Regions from separate parts of the Canis lupus genome. Here region 1 is linked to region 2. A link is a contact called in public Hi-C data. All regions are on one chromosome and are shown on one strand. Each heading gives the region's core, a stretch centred on a gene start, on an enhancer-like site or on the middle of the called end of the contact. The rest is flanking DNA. Distances are from core to core; before and after follow the strand shown.

Region 1 (3,645 bases), core at 236-2,735, 38 kb before region 2:
ATCTATACATTCTCTATCTTCAGCTGAGATCCCCACTCAGGGAGGCTTGGGGCCTCGTGCTGCTTGGTCTACCCCCCCCCCCCCCCAGCTCACACCCTCACACCTGCACACAATCCTGCCCCAGGTGGCTGCCATCTTTTCACACAATCCACTAATGACTTAGCTCAACACCACCTGAAGCAGCCCAAAGACCCATACTTCTATCAGGCCAGTTTTTAAAACCTAAGCTTTTCTCACTTCTGATAAAAGTAACAATCCAGTAGGGAGGATACAGAAATATGCACTTTTTAAGCATTGCCCACAGAGGGCGCCTGGGTGGCTCAGTTAAGCATCTGCCTTGGGCTCAGGTCCTGATCCCAGGGTCCTGGGATGGAGCCCCACATTGGGCTCCCTGCTCGGTAGGGAGCCTGCTTCTCCCTTTCCTTCTGCCCTTCCTCCCTGCTTATGCTCATTCTCTCTCACTCTCAAATAAATAAATAAAATCTTAAGAAAAAAAAAAAACAACAACAGTTGTCCATAGAACTAAGAACCGCTAACCCAGTAAACTGGCACATTTCCAGCTTGTTCTACTCATCTGCATGTTCGGCATGGTCCTCACCACACTACAGGGACAATTTCAGAGCCCCTCCACCCCACAAGAAGACACAGTGACCTCACCTTGGTTAATCGCAGGGATGTCCTTGTCCCAGGACGTCTGGGTCTCCTCCTCAGGGTTGAGGTCCTCTGAGAAGCTGGTTCCACATGCTTCTGGGGAGCTAGAGACTGAGGGTGCTCCTAGGATCAGACCTGGCCCAGATAGGTGCATACACATGAGGCCCAAAGTGCCCTCATTAGTGAGAGAGGACAACAGGACATGGGGGAGGGGGGAGCCAGGCCCTTGACAAAGGCAGCTCTCCAGAAAGTAGCCTGGCCTCCCCTCAGTCCCAGATGGTGACAACACCTAGACAACTTTAAGGAAGGAGCTCCTTTAAGCGGACCAACATTGGGTTCTAAAAAGCAGCCCCAGGCCTGAGTAGCTAGCTGTGTGTATGAGATAGGGAGGGGAGCAGAAGGGAGGCAGGGAGAGGCCCCGGATGACAACACTGAAGGTGGTACAGGTAGCCTGGACCCTGTCCTGTGCCTCCCCTCTTAGCCCGAGCCTCTAGAAAACAGACTCGGGCTGGGCAAGCCTGGCACGCCAGCAGAACAAGGACATCCGGAGCACCACAGGGGCCACCTCCTGCCAGACGCCGCCGTAGGCTTTCAGGGTCTTCAGGAGGCCTCCCCTGGGCGCCCCTCAGAACTGGTTTCTGGGAACATCCGCAGCCCATTCTCTGAGCTATTCAGATCAATTCAGATCCCTGCGGGCTCCAGCCACACCCTGCTCGCCTCTACCCACAGGCACTTGGCGTGGGCTGGAGCCAAAACTCGAGAAGAGAAAGACAAAGCACCCGACTTACCCGGCAAACAGAGCAGACCTATCACCCAAGGCCAGAGGCCTCCCATATTCACGCTGTCCGGTGGTCCCCACGGGCCCCGCTGCAAGCAGAAGCACAAACACCCAGCAGGGACAGGCCAACCACCACCACCACCACCACCACCCCCCTTAAATAGCAGCTTCTCCAGCCTCCACCTGGAACCCCACCCCAACCAATTCCACCTGCAGCCCTGTCTCAATCAACTCCACCTGGAGCCCTGCCCGCCCCTACCTGTGTCCCCCACCCCCAGCCCAGGCCGGAGCCTTCCGGACCCTGTTCAAATCCTTCCCAGCCTGGCTGAAGTGGGGAGAAGGTGAGAAGCCAGGAACAAAGCAGTCTGCAGGGGACGGAGGGTACCCCTTGGGAGTGTGCCTCTTCTGCCGTCCTCTCCCACCACCAGGGGGCAGAGAAACATCACAGAAGGGTGCTGAGGGGAGAGCTGGAATGGACCTGATGCTCCAACATGGGGAGACCCCTTTCCTGCCCACCACCACCCACACACACTCAGAAAAGGGAAAAGCTGCCTGAGACCCTGAGGCACCGCCAGTCTGTCTGCGGAAGGAGGAAAAGGTCGCTCGTTTTTATAAGCTTTTACTTCAGTGTGCATATAGGAAAGTGGACAATCACAAGTGCAGGGATCAGGAAAAGTTTACACACTGAACGCCCGGCGTAACCAGCACCCCAGAGAAGCCTGCCATGTGGAGAGGAGGAACTTTTGGATACCTAGACCCTTGCATGCACACTATCTCTGTCATCCCCACAACAGCCTTACAAAATTGGCATTTATCCCCATTTCACAGATCCAGAAACTAAAGTTCCTTATCCATACTCCTCCTCCTCTATGCTCTTTGGCCTCTCAAGAGGCCCATTCTCGGGGATCCCTGGGTGGCTCAGCGGTTTAGCGCCTGCCTTTGGCCCAGGACGTGATCCTGGAGTCCTGGGATCGAGTCCTGCGTCGGGCTCCCGGCATGGGCCTGCTTCTCCCTCCTCCTGTGTCTCTGCCTCTCTCTCTCTCTCTCTCTCTCTCTGTGTGTGTCTATTATAAATAAATAAATTTTTTTAAAAAAGGCCCATTCTCAATACTTGGTCACCAAGGGGGCCCCCTGGACTTAAATCATGAGGTGAAGGATTGGGGACCTCCCTCACCAATGCCCAGTGAAGGGAAGTGACAGCCGATGTAGGGTCACCAGCTACTGTCCACAAATGCCTCTCAGCATCCTGCCATGCGTGGAATCCAGCATTTCTCAAAAGAGAGGAGTCCGAATCACAGAGAGAACAGAGAGATGCCCCTGCTGCCCAGGCAGGGTATTAATGTATGTAAAAATTTATGGATGGGCCACTTCAGATGAAAGCTTGGTAAAATAATAAATAATCTGCTGAGGTAGAGAAACAGATTCTGAGTTAAGAAATGCAGTTTGAGGAGCATGTGGGTGGCTCAGTGGTTGAGCATCTGCCTTCGGCTCACATTGTGATCCCAGGGTCCTGGGGTAGAGTCCTGCATCAGGCCCCTCGCATGGAGCCTGCTTCTCCTTCTTCCTGTGTCTCTGCCTCTCTCTCTCTCTCTGTGTGCCTCTCATAAATGAACAAATAAAATATTTTTTTAAAAAAGAAATGCAGGGATCCCTGGGTGGTGCAGCGGTTTGGCGCCTGTCTTTGGCCCAGGGCGCGATCCTGGAGACCCGGGATCGAATCCCACGTCGGGCTCCCGGTGCATGGAGCCTGCTTCTCCCTCTGCCTGTGTCTCTGCCTCTCTCTCTCTCTCTGTGACTATCATAAATAAAAAAAAAGAAATGCAGTTTGACTTGACATTATGCTAAGCAAAATAAGCCCTTCACAACAGGGCAAATATGGTGTGATTCCACTTATATGAGGCGTATAGTCAGATTCAGAGACAACAAGTAGAAGGGTGGTTGCCAGGGCCTGGGCGGAGGGGGAAACGAGGAGCTGTCCTTTAATGGGTATAGAGTTGCAGTTTTGCGAGATAGAAAAGTTCTGGAAATCTTGAATATGCTTAACATTACTGTACATTTGAAAATAGTAAAGATAAGGGGCACCTGGGTGGCTCAATGCGTTAGGTGTCCCACTTAATGGGACACTCACCTCAGGTCTTGATCTCAGGATTGCGAGTTCAAGCCCCGAGTTGGGCTGCATGCTGGGCACAGAACCTACTTTTAGAAAGATGGTAAAG
Region 2 (3,877 bases), core at 390-2,889:
CTTGACCCACTTGACTCATGGGTAGATGCTGAGGTGACACATTTGGTTTCAATGTACAAAACTTCCTGAAAGAACTGTCCAACAATGGAAATGTTGCTCAGTAAGAACAGGTGCTTCTCAGTGGAAGTGTTAATACAGCGCCTAGAGAACCACACCAGGGATGTCACATGTAGGGGGCCTCTGCAACAGAGCAGAGGCCAGAACCACCAAGTTCCCAAATTTAAGATTATACAGATGCATGGGCACCCATAAACACACATCTAACAAGTAGTCTACAAGTAGAGATGGCTTTCCAGTGATCATCTTATAGAACAATCTAGAGAAAAGTGTTTTAACAGTTCAGGTGTACATTTGTATTCACCTACTGTTTCCCACAGGCAGAATCACACATAAACTCAAAACTTAGGTGATGCTCTAAAGTGTCTCTAACATATCAATTGCCTTGCAACAAACTGACACTCTAGCAAAACTGCCTTACCACCAAGCTAAGTGGGGTTTTAGCTCACCACCCTCCCTCTCCAGCCAGGGCCCTGGTCTGCCTCCTACACTAGACCTGGCATGCTCAAATCTTCTCCTTCTTTCCTTGCTCCAAGTTTCAGTGTCAGCAAAGCTCAAACACGGTTTCCTCAAGTTGATCCTTCTTTAAAAGCAAAGGATATGGGTTAGTAGATCAAGACAAGGAAGTAGAAATAGATGGTTTGCTTTCAGTTGCCAAACTGGTCACCTAGAAAGGGTTCATGGTCAAGGCAAGGTGGTTAGTTGTGTGTCAGCCCCTACCAAGGAAGACCACACCCTGCTACTTTCATGTGCCAGCCCTATGTAGAAATACTCTTCAACTTTCCGATCAGGAAGAAACAAGCAGCTCAATATACAAGATTTCCCACCATATGTCCAAAGACAAACACTCTTTTGTACCAATCTTTATATATTTATTCACACATTTGATAAAAATGTCACAGTTAGAAGTGAAATCATTACAATGACATAATAATTGTACAGACCGACTCCAAGTACAGAGTCGAGTTGCAAAAATCAGAACATGAGCAATACACAGCTCCTTAACGCCTGTGCATTCATACACTCTTGCCCACACCCATCCATACCCCAACAATCACAGGTATGTTCAGACATAACCCAGGAACTTTTCCCTGGCTTCTGTCAAGTCCTGGGGATGAGAAGAGAGAAATGATCAATGAAAAGCTGGGACTACTCAGCATATGTCTCTGTTCTGCCAATCACTGAGAGAAGGCAAGACACGAAACATGGGGGCAGTTATATCCTTGGCACAAAACTTAACAGGCAACAAAAATGTTGAGGGGTTTGAGTTAGTCTGAAGTTTAGATCCCCCTTTCAACACAAAAGGGTAGCAAGTGGGGAAAAAAGGGAAGAATCCATCCATTTACATTCTAGGGAAAAAAAGAGGTGGGAGTTATTTAAAACTTGATCCCTATTCTCCTGTCAGATTGCAGCAAAACCAAAGCAAAATCAGCCAGGCCAAACTGATACCATCTGATTGTGACTTTATCCCAACAGCATAGTTTGCTTTCATTTTAACTCTGAAAAGAGGAAGAAAAACTTTGCAGAGGAACAAGAGGTCACATAAACCACATCCCCATTATATTAGTATTTAGGGCAAGATTACATCTATCTGTTCACACGACTTGTCTACTGCTCTGAGAGCTCCAAGGGAGTGGCCCAACCCCCATTCCTCTGCCTTTAGCCTTCCAAGATGGACAAGTCTTCAGCATCCAGTCAAATCTGAAGTGTGAAAAATAATGCCTGAATCAAAACTGTGTTTTCTATACAGTGGGACTATGGAGAAATCCTATTCCACTTCCAATTCCTACTTTTTGACACAAAGGTTAAAAAAAAAAACCCTAAAGTGTGATGTTTTAAGTATCGCCACTAACTCTATCAAAACATTGATGACACCGAAAGCTACCACCTAAAAGGACTCATTTCCCAGTGTTCTTGGTGGATAAGCTAAGGAAGGAGGCGAGGCGATGATCCAAATATAGTGCATGAATACAGAACTGGCCAATGCAAAGGAAACTGCTTTGGGTAGGACGAGTCAATGGGGTGGTATTTGGGAGACACAGAGAAATTTCTTGGTACAAACTTGATGTCCCTAAAGACAGAAGCAGGGTGAGGACAAGGCACTTACACTGCCAAGCAACAGTTCACATCCATTCAACACTAGGACAGTTACCAAGAGCATTCCCAATGACCCCTCACTGGAGACTCAACCGGCCAACTGCACTTTCCAGTTGGACCTTCAGAACTGAAGGAAATCCCAAGTGCTGCAGAACCAATGGTGGGAACTGGAATGTTGGCAGAGGAAACTACTCAGAGGAAGCAAAAAGAAGTTGTCTTCTTCTGGCCTGAGGTGAGAGGCTTGTTCCAGATTAGCTCAGTGAAATACTGAATCGCAAAATGCTTGGCCTGAGAATATGACAACGCCCCCATGGATGCCTCCTTCTTCTGTTTTGATAAAGAGCAACAAGGGCTCTGAATGAAATTGGACACCAGTTACTGAGTTATCTTGCACTGGTGGTTACAGCAGACACCTTCTAATATGTGTTCCCATTCTGTAGCAGAAAAGGGACCAAGACAGGGCTAGAAGTAGCCTGTCCCTTCTTATCCCAAAGCCCTTCAAGCATACTCGATCCGGGCAGGGCCACAACTACCCTCATTTTTCCGCTCAGAAGACGGGGTGGTAGCCTTGGCTTCACTACTCGTTTCCAGAGGCTTGGACGAGATGTAGTCCTTTACTTTGATCTCCATGTTCTTGGCTTTCAAAGTGGCCATGTGCAGTTTCTCCAGGAAATCTGGCATGCCTGGTTGGAGAGAGGGAAATCTGGGTAGGCTAAAATATAAACCAAAAGTAGGCTCAAAATTAGAAGGCCCTATTTCTTTCATGGCAGGGAACCAATTCCTTCTTATAAAGATTACAACCTGATTGTCAACCTGTTGAGTGATAGTTGCCTCCCAAAATGTTTGGGGAGTGAAAAGAAGCCATGACCTCTGAGATCCTTTGTAAAGGGGTCCCAATCAAGCCACATAAATCCCAAAAGGCTTTTAGGTGATTAAAATCAGTTATCAGTAGCATAGCCTATTATTTGCCAATTTTACTTAAGTAAGTACCAAAGAGAAACACTTAATCTTCTCTCCATTCTCCTGAGGAATCAGAAGCTGTCTATAGAAAAGCAGAAGAAAATCATGTCAGGATGCTTTTTAAAGAAAGGAATTGGAAAGAAAAGATGGCAGTTATAGCTGTGATGTGTAGCCTTTCTCAAGACACGTGGTGGCCCCTTCTTCCCAATTACTGTCCTATAACGACCACATTTTCTACCCTAGATTTTATGGCCTCCAACACTATCTAAAAAAAGAAAAAATGTTAAATGCATTAATGTACACAGTCTGTGTTTGAGGAATTTAGCAAATGTTCTTCTTAAAACTCCCTTCTAGACACATGTTTTCTGGGACTCCCCAATTTTCATCCCTCCAAACCCCAGTTGGAGGCTTCACTATCTTCATAATATTCAAGAGACTTTGAAGGATGTTTAATTTCTCCAATAGTGTTCCCATGAGACAAGCACTAATCCTCTTGCTTGCCATTAAGAGCTAGAGAGAAACAAAGTGATCAACCCAGGTTCCAGGCCCTGTATACAAGTACCCACTCACCACTGGAAACCATCCAACTAACACAGTAGCGAGGAAACACAGTCTGGGGATTGTCACTGTATGTCAACAAGTAGTCAAAGCCATTCTGGAAAAGAAAAACAGCAAAAACAGTGATACTTGAATTACTCACCAGAGCTTCCACATCCAGTACCACAGAATAATCATGATCTCATTCTGGTGCCATTTTTTTACC

The links. Hi-C and Micro-C count contacts between places; a contact is called where the count stands out from the background.
Region 1: a Hi-C map of blood shows a contact between it and region 2, with 3 times the contacts expected there. The contact joins the promoter of ASTL here to the enhancer-like site in region 2. A contact is called at or near these places in 7 of 9 Hi-C or Micro-C datasets (amygdala, blood, liver and 1 more).

Annotation. Positions count from the first base shown.
Region 1 is chr17:34,767,764-34,771,408 of UU_Cfam_GSD_1.0, reverse strand. ASTL (astacin-like metalloendopeptidase) reads right to left here and starts at 1,485. Exons shown (of 9, transcript XM_038560593.1): 1 at 1,440-1,485; 2 at 658-786. The coding sequence starts at 1,485.
Region 2 is chr17:34,729,388-34,733,264 of UU_Cfam_GSD_1.0, reverse strand. It overlaps STARD7 (stAR-related lipid transfer protein 7, mitochondrial), which reads right to left. Exons shown (of 9, transcript XM_038561379.1): 7 at 3,685-3,769; 8 at 2,688-2,837. Among named protein-coding and RNA genes, the nearest start is that of STARD7, 21 kb to the right of the region's middle. Within about 2 kb of position 1,639, at least 2 of the 20 cell types and tissues checked have an H3K27ac peak or open chromatin away from gene starts, as enhancers often do. A contact at or near this core is called in blood, where this site is marked.